Linked DNA regions of Sus scrofa: region 2 is linked to region 1. A link is a contact called in public Hi-C data. All regions are on one chromosome and are shown on one strand. The core of a region is the stretch at or near the end of the contact, and the rest is flanking DNA. Distances in the headings are between cores, read along the strand shown.

Region 1 (7,299 bases), core at 1,803-4,302:
CATCCTACGCTCATAAATCAAACGCTTTCTATGAATGAGAATGTCATCAAAGAGATCAATTGCAGGAACACATGCACAAATAAAAATCCTCTTACGTATTTGCCGGGGATCCCCGTCCGAAAGCATTAAGTTAGAAGGCGTTTAGTCATAATTCATTTTTATTGCTCTTTTAAAACAACAGCTTGGCTGAGCCGCGGTTGCCATGAACAGCTCCCGGCCTCGGCGGCGTTTCGCCTCCTCCTCACTCCTTCCCTTTCCAGTAGAACAGCCCTGAAAGAGGCGCTTTGAGCCCAGCAAACCGCTTGCAGGCGATCGTTTAAATAGTGACCGGGCTCGCCTTTTACCCCGTCTCCCGGGGCGTTTAAAGAGACTTTAGCTCCAGTCCTGGGGCGCCGGCCTGCCTGCTCGGAGCACCGAGGGTCTCCGACCCCGCGGAAGGAGCCCCCGGGCTTCGTGGGGGTGGGGGTTGGGGGGGGGAAGCGGCGGAGCTACGGAAGCCTGCGGGCTCGCGGCCAGAGGAGGCCGCCTTTGTGCGCCGCGCCGGGAGAGTGGCGCTCCGGGCCACCAGCCCGGGCGGAGCCGCCGCGGCCGCTAGAGCCCGGCCTGCGGGGAGCAGGGAGCGGAGGCGGGTGGGTCGCCCGCCCGTGGGCGGCGGGCCTGTGTGCGAGCGCAAGTTTGGGATCGCAAGAAAAACACTCCACCCGCGCTGGCTGGGAAGAGAGGCCTGGAGGGAGGAAGAGAGGTGCAGGGAGAGGCGTTCAGAGGCCGAGAACTAGCGGAGGAAGGAGAGCGGTGGCGGACTGGGGTGGCTTTGTGGCGCGAGCCCTGCGGCGAGGGGGTCGTGCAAACCCGAGCGGAGGAGGCCAACAAAGGGGTAGGAATGAGGCAAGGGGGGGATGGGGAAGAACGTACCGAGGAGCTTCGGCTGGGAGAGCAAATCGTCCAATGCTGGCCCGGACCCCCTCGCTTCGTGCCTCCTCCCCCCCAGGAGCCCCTTCTGTCCTCCGGTTGGAGGCCTGGCGCTCCCCAGGAAGCCACCTCCAGGAGGTCCGCCTTGCCTTTTCCGTTCTCCAGGAGGAGGTTCCCCAGGTGCTGAAATTGGGGCCGGAGTGACCTTCCTGGCTCCCTCTTAACCAGGATCGGGGATGGGTCAAAGGTCACAGGAAAATACCCTTTCGGAAGGAAATATTTAGGGAAAATGCCCCTTTGCTACGGAGGGAAACCACAGTCAAATGACTGCCAGAGTTCTCTCTCTTGGGGGGGACAGGTTAGGGGAGAACTTCTCTGTGTGGAGCACAGAACACAGACAGAAACCTAAAAGGCCAACCCATTTACAATGTGTCTGCCTCCAGCAAAACTTCCTTCTAACTGGAGAGGGAAGAGTAGAGAAGAGTGGGAACCCCAAATACACATTCCACCCTCAGATAAATTTGATCTGTCAGATTCCAATGTGGTGAACATGATCAGAGTAAAATCTATAGGGTATTTGCTGCAAAGCTTCTTGGATGATGTCTGGATTTCTTTTATCTAGGAATGCATCAATTCTTGGCCTCTGTTTGGCCTTTTCTCTTTACAAGCCCAGGGTCGACATGAAACTTAATAGTAAACAGCAATTAACGACCCCGTCAGCATCCGGGTAGGCTGAGGGTGATGGAGAACAGGACTCCTGTCCTGGGATGACGCTCAGATTTGCACGTGTCTCTCTAGGGAAGGACTTGAAGGTTCACACAGGGAACCACACAGCCAGTTTACAAAAGGGAGGAGGTGTTGTTGGGGAAGAAGAAAATGTCCTGTCCACCATCAGCCATCTGTCCACTGCCCCTCCCACCTGCCAGCCCCCACCCCCACTTCAGCTGTGCAGTAGAATGGGGGGGGGGTGGATGAAGGAAGCTCTAGCACGCCTAACATTCGCCTCCAGGAAACGAGAAACGTTTCTGGGGGTGGCGGGGTGGGAGGGGAGGTGGAGGGGGAGTTCATCGTACTTCACTGTGGTCTCGCCCTTTGAGGCCCAGGTCGGTGTACACAGGCTCCTGGGTCCTAGGGAGCCGGCAGATGGCCTGCAGCGCACGGCCCGGCCCCCACGCTGGCCACGTCGGCTAGCGTCATCTCTCTCCCCCGCCTCCTACCCCTCAAAATCCGGCAGCAGAGTTGCTCCGGATCCCGCAGGGCTCCCAGAACAGAGCTGAGTGGGGAGGAGAAAGGGGCGGAGAGCGAGGAGAGAGGGAGGGCGAAGAGCCGGGCCACCCCCGGCCTTTTCCGGCAAGCTTAGCTCCCAAGGTTCACCCGTTCCCGAGCATCGAATTACAGCAGCTCCCCGTTGCCACGCTAACAGCTCGTGGGGGTGGGGGAGGAACGGGGGCTTCAAGACCCTACAGGGAGAGGGAAGTTTCCTTTCTTGCGCTTGTCCCCTCCACGCCCACTCGGGTTCCCCCAGCCAGCCCTCTGCGCACTTCCCTCTCCTTCCGGAGACCTGGTGGTGGCCCAGCCTCGTCCCCCGCCACCGTTCTCGGCTCTCCTCACTGCCCCCAAGGCATCACAGAAGGGACGGCAGTGAAAGCGCCCGGGGAGCGACCCTTCCAGTTCCTCGCGTTCCGGGCTCAGCCAGTGTGCAAGTGGCGGCCCAGCGAGCTCCCTCCCACTGACTCCCGACCCAAGAGAGCGCGGAGCCCTCTTGGCGTCTCACCTCTTGCCAGTTCCTCTTTCTGTGCACGGTGGGGAGGGGGGCGGTGACCGAGGATGGCTCTCAGCCCCCACCTCCCGGAGGGGGGCGATCGGAGTCGGCCACTCGCAGAAGGCAGCCCCTGCTCCCCTTCGCCCCAACGCTGGGAATCTGCCCCTGCAGCCGCCGCAGCTGCTGCTGCCGCCCGGGCTGCCTGGGGGGGCGACTGCGCGTCACCTAGACTGAGGAGCGCCGGGGATTTAAATGCCACTGAAAGGGTGATCCATCACCGCAGGAGCCAGCAAACTTTCGCAGGAGGCTCCGCCATTGGCTGAGAGAGTCACGTGCCCCTCCCCTAGCGCCCTCCGCCCTCCCGCCCCCCCTCTTGCGCACTGTACATTCATATCATTTTTCTTCTCCGGCCCCATGGAGGAAGTGAGAAAGTTGGCACGGTCACTCAGGGCTTCGCAGGACCCGGTCACTCAGTGACAGATGGACAATGCAAGAATGAGCTCCTTCCTGGAATACCCCATCCTCAGCGGTGGCGACTCGGGGACCTGCTCAGCGCGAGCCTACCCCTCCGACCATGGAATTACAACTTTCCAGTCGTGCGCGGTCAGTGCCAATAGCTGTGGCGGCGACGACCGCTTCCTAGTGGGCAGGGGGGTGCAGATCAGCCCGCCCCACCACCACCACCACCACCACCACCATCACCACCCCCAGCCGGCCACCTACCAGACTCCTGGGAACCTGGGGGTGTCCTACTCCCACTCGAGTTGTGGTCCAAGCTACGGCGCGCAGAACTTTGGCGCGCCTTACAGCTCCTACGCGTTAAATCAGGAAGCAGAAGTAAGTGGTGGGTACCCCACGTGCGCTCCCGCTGTTTACTCTGGAAATCTCTCATCTCCCATGGTCCAGCATCACCACCACCACCAGGGTTATGCCGGGGGCGCGGTGGGCTCGCCTCAATATATTCACCACTCATATGGACAAGAGCATCAGAGCCTGGCCCTGGCCACGTATAATAACTCCTTGTCCCCTCTCCACGCCAGCCACCAAGAAGCCTGCCGCTCCCCTGCATCAGAGACGTCTTCTCCAGCGCAGACATTTGACTGGATGAAAGTCAAAAGGAACCCTCCCAAAACAGGTCAGTCTTGCCCTTCCATGAATGATCCTTGATTATTCAGGAAGGAGCCGGTATGCTTAGTTTCCAAGGAAAATTAATCAAGGTTTTGTTTTGTTTTTTTCTTTAAAATTCTTGCTTCCCACCGGTGTTGTAGGGTGTTGGGAGGCTGCCCAGGTGTGGTTGGCACAAAGGAACATCTGGGATTGTTGTGTTTCCAAGGGGGCTGAGTTTTAGAGGTTTTGGAAGTAGGACGTGGGAAAGTGGGTAGGTGTGTATGTGTGTGTTAATATCTCCAGGCTCCATTAATCACTGGTCTGACCATGCTAATGGGTGACTTCAGATGAACGCTTTACACCTCATCACTCACCCTCCCAAGCCCGGCTTGTGTTGAGAAATTCTTGATTCCCCCTTTGCCTGAATCTTGCTCTGAAGCCTACAGGGACTCTCATATCGAATATAAATTTTTTCCCCTTTTTTCCCCATCGCTTCCCCTTGCCCTCAGGGAAAGTTGGCGAGTACGGCTACGTGGGTCAGCCCAACGCGGTGCGGACCAACTTCACCACCAAGCAGCTCACGGAGCTGGAGAAGGAGTTTCACTTCAATAAGTACCTGACGCGGGCCCGCAGGGTGGAGATCGCCGCGTCCTTGCAGCTCAATGAGACCCAGGTGAAGATCTGGTTCCAGAACCGCCGAATGAAGCAGAAGAAACGAGAGAAGGAGGGCCTCTTGCCCATCTCTCCAGCCACCCCACCGGGCAGTGAGGAGAAGGCCGAGGAATCCTCCGAGAAGTCCAGCTCCTCGCCCTGCGTTCCTTCCCCGGGGTCTGCTACCTCAGACACTCTACCTACCTCCCACTGAGGCCGCCCCAGCCCCAGACTCGACTCTTCCGGCTGGGACTTCTTTCCCAAAGCACATTCTTAGCTTATCTTCCTGTCCATTTACAATCTCTCTCTTCCTCTCTGATCCTATCTGGGGAACTCCTGGCCAGGATACTGTGTTTCCAGTGAATTCTGGATTAGAGACTGGTGTGGGGGCAGGGGAGTGCTAGCTCCGCAATGCAAATTGAGTGCCAACATCAATTTTCTCAAGGCCCCTAACGCCCCTAGTTTTAGGAGATTTCTTTGACAGACCCTACAGTTCCTTTCAGATGCCCTTTGGAAAATAGTCTCCTTTGCCAGCAGAAACATGTCAGAGGGAGGCCTCTCATCTTATATCTAACCGTGTATTTACAGTTCTCCCCTACTCTGCCCTTAAAGTAGGATAGAGAGAGAAGAGAGTCCAGGAGCTCATGAGGAAGAGATGCACTATGAGCGTGTTTACACAATTAATTCACCCCTTAATTTAACTCAGTTTCATGTGTGTGAGTCTGCTGGTTGTAAATACTTTGTCCTGAAAGATTTATCTTTATACAGATTTTCTAGAAATGTTTAGATTAAGGGATGAAAATAGGGTGGGCAAACTCTCTAAGCTGGTACAACTTTGTATGTGATTATAGGTTAAAGACTAAAAGCTCCCAGTAAAATCAATCAGAGGCCTCAGAGGGTCGCCTCCGTTTGTTCTTTCAGCAAGTTAAGAAAGCCTGCAGCATAAAGGGTCAGAAACCTGGCTCCCTGGGCTGAGTCTCTCCCCATCCCCACGCCTTTCTCCTTTCTCTGGCCACACTCTTTCAAATTTGCGCTGGAGTATTCAGGACCCAAACGTATTATTTCACACCAGCTTCTTCCCTCCACAGTTATTGTAGCTGGATATGATGTATTTTTAGCTCAGTTGTTAATGTGATGGATGGCACAATGAATGTATATTTTGTGTGATTCGTGAATAGTCTTTTGCATGTCGCACAATGTCTTGATGTTCCCGAAGTACCACACTGAGTTTTATCAGTTATCCTTTGTGATAGTTCCCATTTCCTGTACAATCATGAACAGCTCCGAGATCCCAGAAGGATGTGATCCAGAGCAGAGTTTACGGGTCTTAAGATGTCTGTAATAAATATATTCAAGTTTCAGATATGCTTAAGCATCTCTGTGTCTGGCTTGGCTACAATTTGTTGGTCCCTACAAAGTTGGCTCCTTTCCTGTGGGGAAGGGGAGAAGGGTGTTGTGTATTTTCAAAGAGATGGGCCTCTTCTTGGAAAAAAAAAAAAAAGGGAAATACTTTTCATATGGAGCTGATGCTTCCCCAATGAGTGTAATTGCACCTAACCAATGTGCATGCAATAGGTTGATTCTCTTTAAAAACAGCAGCAGTTCCTTTACGATCATCAGAGTCCATCATGGAAAAAATGAATGGTGAAGAAATAGATGAAGCAGATCTATTTTTGAAACAAACATAGATACTTCCTGGGTCAAGTGCTAACCTTTTCACCTCCAACTGAATGTTGACGTATATATAAACAGAATCCCCTTCAAAGGCGAGACTCTTCAGTCAGTCTTTCCTCACATCAGTGAACCAAGAGCTAAGAGATTCACATTTAACTGGCTCCAGTATAAAGCTGTTTGGGGATGGGGCTCCCACCCAACCCCTCTTCCTCCTTTTTGGCTTGTCTGTGACAGTGTGCCAAATATTCCACCCTTTAAATCGAGTGTGGTCTGTTCTGAGTAAACCCTGGCGTCTTTCCTTCTCCGCCCCTTCCTGCCACTTTTTAAACTCCTACCCCCGTTCCTTCTGGGTTACACATCTCATTCCCATCAGATTCGGCTTTAACGTCACCGCCATCAAGGCTAGAGTGGGTTTACAGTTCTAAGTCCATAGGACAAAACCTGGAAAACATTTTAAAAAACTTCTTCCCTGGGCTCAACAGATTCCTCCAGGTGGACTTGTGGATGCCACCCTGAAGTCTGTCAATATCCACGCTGCTTCTGACCAATGCTTGTGTCTGCTGCTCTCAAGCAGAGGAAGCCAGGAAATCAAAGAGTTCAAAGTGGCTCTCCTTCTAGACCTCTTGCCACTGTTCCTTTACTTTCACACATTTCTGGAGGCTTTAATTTAGCCCCAAGAGTAGAGCAGAATTTTTACAGCATCACAAATAATACTTCCTTCCTCTCCAAAGGGTGTTTTACAAAGGATGGGCTGGGGTTTGGTGGGGGTGGGGGCGCGGGTGGGGGAGAATCCTACAAAAACTTGTCATCTGCAGGCCTGCTAGAGCAGCCCTGAGATGTCCTGTAGTTCCCCGTCAAAGGGAGTGAGCCAGTTGCTGCGGCCATATCAAGGGCACCCGGTGCCCTCCCCTCCGCTCTTGGGTTGGGGCAGGGGGTGCTTCTAAATGACTCAAGTGGATGGAGGAGAACTTCAAAGTCAGCCAACTCTCTCTTTCATTTCCCTCCTGGCCCTATACAGTATCTTTTGTTTATTAGTGTAAGGCCACACAGCAAAACAGATGGCTGGGTTCCAAATACTTTAATGTGTTAAAGTGTCATTTGCATGCCACTGCCGAGATTTCAATATCTAAAAGCAGGGCCGACCTGCTGGAATCCCGGAGATTCCAATCTTCAAGGTGCTGGTTTTAATGTAGCTG
Region 2 (7,299 bases), core at 2,111-4,610, 34 kb before region 1:
GGGGGAAGCCCTCAAATGCCACCATCAGGCATTTTGAAATGCAGCCCCTCAGCTCTGTGCTCCAGAGACGTGCTTCAGATAGGGAACAGTCAGTCTGGGGGACTCTGGCTCTAGAGAACAAAGGACAAATACAGTCAATACATTCCATAACGTTTACATTTCCTTTGCTCCCCCCACCCCCACCCCCTTGGTTTTCCCTGAGAAGGAGTGACCTGGGCAAAGCACCCTGCTCCCTAAAAGACACTGTATAGACCTTTTAGAAGCGCAAAGTCCAAGGCCGAGGTGAACTTCAGGTCAGCGCGTCTAACAAATATGAAAATGTCGGCTGGTGAAGGGCGCGCCTTGTGATTTAACAAAGACTGTCAATGCGTAAGATTAATAAGAAACAAAATGCACACGGTGTCACTGTTCGGTCACTTTGAAACTTGGGACAGGGTTGCATTCAAGAGGGGAGGCTGTTCCAAATATATTCAAAATGATTCAAATCAGATTCAAACTAGGCTGCAAAACCCTGCCTCCCTCTCACCCTCCCCTTGGACTCCCTTCGTTCTCCTTCTCCATCTGGGATTCAAGGACCCGATGAAAAGTTATTTCACTTAATGGGATTGTAAGAAAGCTTTTGTTGGGAATATACGTTATCCCTGCACGTGGAAATGAGCAAATGTGCTTACCAGTTTCCCAAGAAAAGGATAATGCTTTCACCCTGCTTGGGACTGGAGCCAGTTGGTGTGCGAAGATTAGCACGCTCCCTCTCTGCTTGATGTCAGGGCATCCCATCTTTTTCCGGGCGAGATGCTGCTGGTAAACTTCGGTTTATTTATTAATTGAGTTAGTTTCTTCCTGGCTTTACTTTGGTGTCTTGGATCTCATGCGAAGGCAAGAGGTCTTGTTTTGTTCTGTTTTTCAAAAGATTATTTGATTCAATGGAATGATGCTATGGCTTGCAAAGAGAGATTGTGGAAGGATCAGAAAAGGTACTGAGATTGTTTATTACAGCCATAAATCTTGCAGTAAAATGTCAAAATGTCGGTGTGTGAGATAACACTTGGTGGTCCTGGCTCCGTTTGTGTTTATGATAGGAACCACAAAGACAAGTTACAGGCCTTGGGGGGATTCTGTGTAAGCCCATCTTCCTAAAGTAATAGAACCACATGAAACACAGGCACAGTTAACTCGTTTAGGTTAACCATATACAAAACAGTGCCCGAGTTTCGTCAATACGTTAAAATAGAAACGCAGTAGAAGGTTCTGAGGCTAAACAACATGAATTTTCTGTTTTAGTGTCTGTAAATAATATTGAACAGACATGGTTAAGACCCTAGTACTCAAGGCCGATGACATGAGGAGAGGGGCAAAATTTCCTTGTCATGTTTTTTCCTCCCTGAAGCTTAGAGAGCTCAGTTTTGTAAATTACATCGTGTGTGTGTGTGTGTGTATGTGTATTACTCACGTTATATGGCATATATGTGTATATATTATTTTTCCTGCTGTAGAGAGATATTGGTTTAGGCAACTGTATCACAGACTGGATTTTCCCCCCGAGCCTAGAGAGGATGTCTAAAGATTACATTCAGTGTTGATTTCTCTCTGTGGCTCAGATTTCATTTTAAAAATTTTTCAAGGTGCCCCATGTCGATGGACAGCACTCTTCACAGACACACATCCAATGTGGAAAACCTCTTTGTACCACTTCAGGGTGATTGCAGTTAGAAAGCTAACATGATCCCTTTTTTAACCTCTTTTCCTAAATTAGTTTAAAGATTAGTCCCATATAATAGGCTTTATGTGGCTAAGCATTAAATGACTATCCATCAAATGGATATATTCCAGCATTTAGTAACTCCTATGAGTAACCGATATAAATGAAGATAGAACTGACATTCCTTTTGAAGTGTCTCCAGACTTAAGCTATAACTTTCCTTGTCTGCTTTCCAGACTTAGTTGTGAGAAGGCTGTTTATACTGTTCTTTGAAAAAATCAACTAAGGTGCACCAGCTGAAAAATCTTTGCTTTGCTTGCCCATATGAAAGTATTTTTAGAATCGAGACTATGCTAGTTTGCACTGCTTTAATCTGCGATGAAAAGTAGGATCTAGGTGTGTCTGTTAGAAAAGGAAACGGAAAGTACACACTACGATCGTGTAAGGCATCAGTATTTACTTCAGAGATCAACATTAGGTATAATTAATATGTAATTCATTTGTCAATAACGGCAGTTAATTGACCCATCATATTTCAATGACCAAATGGCAGGCAAAAGTCCTCTTTCTCTACTTTCCAGAGCTGCCGATGTCGTTAATATGCTAACTTTCAGTAATTCAGAAACTCTAGACTGTTCTTAAATATACCTTTTCGTGTCAGTCTGGAAAAGCTGAGACAAAAACATTCTCAGCGGGAAAAGACCGGTGGCACAATGCCTGTGCTATCCTTAGCTTGTTTTTGTTTGGGGAGTGTTCTTTAGTAGGAAGATGTTGGTTTCCATGCTGTATTTTGTGGCGGCATCGTCGCTTCTATCCATCCCCATCGTCTCTCTCACAATTGCACCTATTAAATTCGAGCATGTTTAATTCTGAATGCCACTTCCATCAAATGAGATGCTATTAGAAGGTTCTCGTTTTTCTTAGGGAAACAACCAAATAGATTCTGCTTCTAAAAAATAGAAAAAGAAAGAAAGAAAAGTGTTCATTCGGTTATATTGGAATAGCTTTGCTTTATTTCCTGGGGCCGATTTCTCTCAGCTGCTCACCCACCCACCCTTTTTGGCTCGTGCATGGCTTCTCAAACAGGGAACGTCGGGGGGCCCCGGACACAGCGAGCCTGACGTGGGGAAGGGAATCAGCTGGTAAGAAAACCGGTCAGTTGGCCTCATTCCAGGGCCCGGATAAAAAACAGGACACCCCCTTAGTCCTGGCACCATTCCCTCCCCCAGGCGGCCTCGAGCCCAGGAGGCCGCCAGGTCAGGCTAGGCTGGGCCCCGAGGTCAGCGCTGGGCCGCGGCCGCCTGGCTGCCCCGAGGCCTAGCCCGGAGTAGGGCACGCATGGGGCCCAGTCTGGGCATCTGAGAGAACCAGAAGCCTCTGGTTCCCAAATTCCCACAGGGACTCAAAGTTGGGGCGTGGGGGCGGGGTTGGAGGACCCAAGCGCCAGCTACCCCCCTCTGCTCAGAGCGGGACACCAGCATCCATCACCCGCCGGCGCGCTTCCTGATCCGGGTCCGCGCGCGCGGCGCGCACATTGGAGGGGGCGGATCACGTGGAGGTCCTGGGCGGGGCGCGCGCGGGGTCGCGACGGAGCGCGCGCGCGGGCGCGGGCGGGGGAGGAGCGCGAACTTTGGCGGCGTCGGCGGCGGAGGGAGGGGGAGGGGTGGGCGCTTGACAGCGGGGGAGGGGAAGGGAGCAGAGGAAGGGGGATGGGAAGCGAAGCGGGAGGGGGAGGGGCCTCGGCGAGCCCAGAAAAACGACAACGCGAGAAAAATTAGTATTTTTGCACTTCACAAATTAATGACCATGAGCTCGTTTTTGATAAACTCCAACTACATCGAGCCCAAGTTCCCTCCCTTCGAGGAGTACGCGCAGCACAGCGGCCCGGGCGGCGGAGACGGCGGCCCGGGCGGGGGTCCCGGCTACCAGCAGCCCCCAGCGCCCGCGGCCCAGCACCTGCCGCCGCAGCAGCCCCAGCTCCCCCACACGGGCGGCGGCCGTGAGCCCCCCGCCTCCTACTACGCGCCGCGGGCCGCCCGCGAGCCCTCCTACCCCGCGGCCGCGCTCTACCCCGCGCACGGTGCGGCCGACGCCGCCTACCCCTACGGCTACCGCGGCGGCGCTAGCCCCGGGCGGCCGCCGCAGTCCGAGCAGCCCCCGGCGCACGCCAAGGGTCCCGCGCACGGCCTGCACGCGACCCATGTCCTGCCGCCCGGGCGGCAGCCCCCGCCGCCGCCGCCGCCGCCTCCCCCGCAGCATCGCGCGGCGGCCCCCGCGCCCCCGCGGCGCTGCCAGGCGGCTCCTGCCACCCCGGGCGTCCCCGCAGGGGGCAGCGCCCCCGCGTGCCCGCTGCTCCTGGCCGACAAGAGCCCGGCGGGCCTGAAGGGCAAGGAGCCCGTGGTGTACCCCTGGATGAAGAAGATCCATGTCAGCGCCGGTACGTGGCGCCGCCGGGGAGGCGCGGGCGGGTGGGCTGGGGCCGAGCCCAGGCTCCAAGGTCGGGGTGGGGGTTAGGGGGAGAGGCCGAGGGGAAGGGGGCCTCGGGAGGGGAGCCCCCAACTGGCCCAAGCTACTGTGGGACGTGGGTGTGTGTGCGCCAGCCAGCCGCCAGATCCCAACGTGAGAACCCTTTTGTACCCGGGGTCCCTTTATCGGGAGATTTACGAGACGCCAAACTGTTAGGGCAGTAATTATAGCCCCCATAAATTTAATTGCCCTGGCAGAGGCTTCAGGCCATGTGTCTTTGAAGCTTTTCTTCAGCCCCAATGCCCAGCACCATTCTTTATGGCTCTCGGGTGTTTCCCGTTGTCAATAGCCTGTGAAACATTTTCTTTGCAGTTTTATGTATCTTGCGTGAACTTGGTGTCAGGTTATTATATAATGATGATGTCCAATTGCTCTTCCCCACCCCACCTTCTCTCTCCTCCTCCTTTCCCTCTCTTCCACTCCGTCTTCCTTGGCTTTCTCCATCGGGGTTATGGGCTTTCAGTCAACCCCAGTTATAACGGAGGGGAGCCCAAGCGCTCCCGAACCGCCTACACCCGGCAGCAGGTCTTGGAGCTGGAGAAGGAGTTCCACTTTAACCGCTACCTGACCCGGCGGCGCCGCATCGAGATCGCCCACACGCTCTGCTTGTCCGAGCGCCAGGTCAAGATCTGGTTTCAGAACCGGAGGATGAAGTGGAAGAAAGATCATAAACTGCCCAACACTAAAATGCGATCCTCCAACTCAGCCTCAGCCTCAGCAGGCCCGCCAGGGAAACCACAAACTCAGAGCCCGCACCCGCACCCACACCCTCACCCCCATCAGGGCGCCTCCACACCCATTCCCTCCTCCATTTAATCCTCCAGGGCTCTAGACCAGTTCTTTCCCCCACCTGCTTTTCTCATCTCTTCTGCCCCCTTCCCCATCCACCCCTTCCCATCTGGACCACACCAGACCCCAAACAATACCCAACTTGGTGAAAAGGATAATAAAAAAGAAAGACATTATCCCAGTAAGAGTGTGAGCTGGGTTGCCACCCAGGAGAGGACAATGGCCCAGATGCTGGCTGGTGGAACAACCTGCTGGCCTGAACAAGGCTGCCAGGTTTGGGTACCTGAGAAGGACCACTTGGCATCAAATACTTTTGAGACAGGTACAGTCAGCGGCACAGCCCATGCCGACTGGGGTCATGTACATGTATATTCCTGGCGAGCAGAAGAAAACAGACCCTTTTCCTGTCTTCTTACCTCCCCCTCCTTCATTTTGGCAGCTCATACAAGCTTGTATTGAACTGAATAAATGAGTAGATTGTTGTGGACCTCACAAGATTATTTAATTCTCAAAATGTATAGACCTCGATGGTAGATGTGACCATGTTAGCTTCCCTTCCTTTCAATTTATTTAAAATATTGTTGTGGAGATACTGTTATCTTATTCTGAGACACAGTCTTGGGGGAGGGGAAGTGCATTATAGACCCATGTGCAACTGTACAAATTGTGGTGTGGCTCTGTAGAAAGCCATGTGCTAAGAATAAACTCTGTTTAAAAAAAACATTAAAGTTCTAAGACATATTTGTGTGTTTTCTCCTTTTAATCTAAAAAAGTTCTCTGGATTAGATACTTGACCTTGCATGTAAAAATCCTATAGGATGGCTTGAGTCGTGGGCACTTGGACCGACTGCCCATGCAATTTGTGTGAGTGTGTTCAGTTTGAGCTGAACTCTTGTCAAGTTTGACCTACTGTGGGAAGAGTTCCAAAGAGCAGGAAGGCTCTTGAGCTCTGAGAGGGCTCCTCTTCTTCCCAAACTTGGCCAGGCTTTCAGGCTTCAAGTCTCTGTAAGGCATAGAAACGTGTCCTTCCCTGCAATGAAAGGTGAAACCGTGCAGTGCTGTGGGCCCAGGAGTTTCTGCAGCTGTTCTACATGCTGAACTCTGAGCACACTTGGAAAGAAGTGGTCCCTTTGGAATTTATTGCACCTTCACACTTAATCTGCCTGTTTCCTTGGAGATAAAAAATAGTTTGTGCATAGGGTTGAGATTGCTTTTCGTTCTTTGGCTGTTTTAAAGATTCTCTTCATTAACTACAGCTTGACATTTTTGTTTGGTTTTTTTTTTGTTTGTTTGTTCTTGAAGCAAGAGCTTTCACAATAACTTGCGTTTTCCCAGTATCCCCTCCACAGTTTTCTTCTGAGGAAAGAAAAAACATAATGACACCTTAAGCAAGCCAGACGTGAGACTTGTGAAGCTATTAAGTGCTGGAAGAAAGCCAGACCCTGATCCTGGGGCATCCTCCTCGGATGCTCCCAGCCCTTTCTGCCCAACCTAGAGCTCTAGATTCAAAAGGTGGAAACCAAAACCCACTTCTCAGTCTCCATAGCCCTCGTATGTGTTTACTGACTCACCAATCAGTAAAGAGAATTTAGACTTTGTTGTTACTGAAGGGAGCACTCTGCGACGAGATTCCAAAAACCAACACCCACTGGCCCCAGAATATTGCACCTGTCACCTGGCCTTGAATGAGTGTAGTCTTTAGTTCATGCAATAATTTTCGCACCGATAGGAGGGGGCGCTCACCTACCTCGGCAGTATCAGAAGATTTTTAAACACATTTTCCCATCAGCACTAACCATTAGCCAGTGGTCAAAGCTGTTACCCCTTTTGTCTCAGCTGCCCTGTGTGTGATACAGGCAAGGGAACCCCTTCTCTACCTGGGAGCAAGCCAGATCTGAGAGGAAAGTGATGGACACTGGTCTCTGACCCCTGAGCGATTGCCTCCTCTCCCCAAGAAAATACAAGGGCAAACAAATACACGCCCTCCCAGGTCAGGCCAAACCTGGCATAAAGTGCATTTTATAAGGTGTGAAGGGTGCCAGGGATTTCTGGAGGCACTGCAACTGCTGCTACATCTTATTAACACTCCTCCTACTACACGCACTTGTAAAACGAAATTAAATCACGCTGAAAATAGCAATTTTCCCAGGAATCATTAATCACCTCATACAATAAATACTTCTTTGTAATTCAACAGCAATTCTGAAAGGCATTCTCTGGGAAAAGTCTGTGGAGAAGCGAGGGATCTTCTTGCAAATAATGTGGTCTCGGGCAAAGACTCAGCA

The links. Hi-C and Micro-C count contacts between places; a contact is called where the count stands out from the background.
Region 2: a Hi-C map of skeletal muscle shows a contact between it and region 1, with 3 times the contacts expected there. The contact joins the promoter of HOXA4 here to the promoter of HOXA1 in region 1. A contact is called at or near these places in 2 of 5 promoter capture datasets (fetal liver and fetal skeletal muscle), 19 of 47 Hi-C or Micro-C datasets (adipocytes, alveolar macrophages, embryonic fibroblasts and 12 more) and 1 of 2 datasets of contacts at active chromatin or transcription factors (skeletal muscle).

What each region holds. Positions count from the first base shown.
Region 1 is chr18:45,474,509-45,481,807 of Sscrofa11.1, forward strand. It overlaps HOXA1 (homeobox protein Hox-A1), which reads left to right and starts at 3,053. Exons shown (of 2, transcript XM_003134844.5): 1 at 3,053-3,806; 2 at 4,288-5,798. The coding sequence starts at 3,152. The coding sequence ends at 4,643. It overlaps LOC106506838 (a long non-coding RNA gene), which reads right to left and starts at 2,908. Exons shown (of 2, transcript XR_001302424.2): 1 at 2,684-2,908.
Region 2 is chr18:45,439,908-45,447,206 of Sscrofa11.1, forward strand. It overlaps HOXA4 (homeobox protein Hox-A4), which reads left to right and starts at 3,361. Exons shown (of 2, transcript XM_003134841.4): 1 at 3,361-4,136; 2 at 4,689-5,755. The coding sequence starts at 3,500. The coding sequence ends at 5,041. It overlaps HOXA3 (homeobox protein Hox-A3), which reads left to right. Exons shown (of 6, transcript XM_021079043.1): 3 at 7,212-7,299.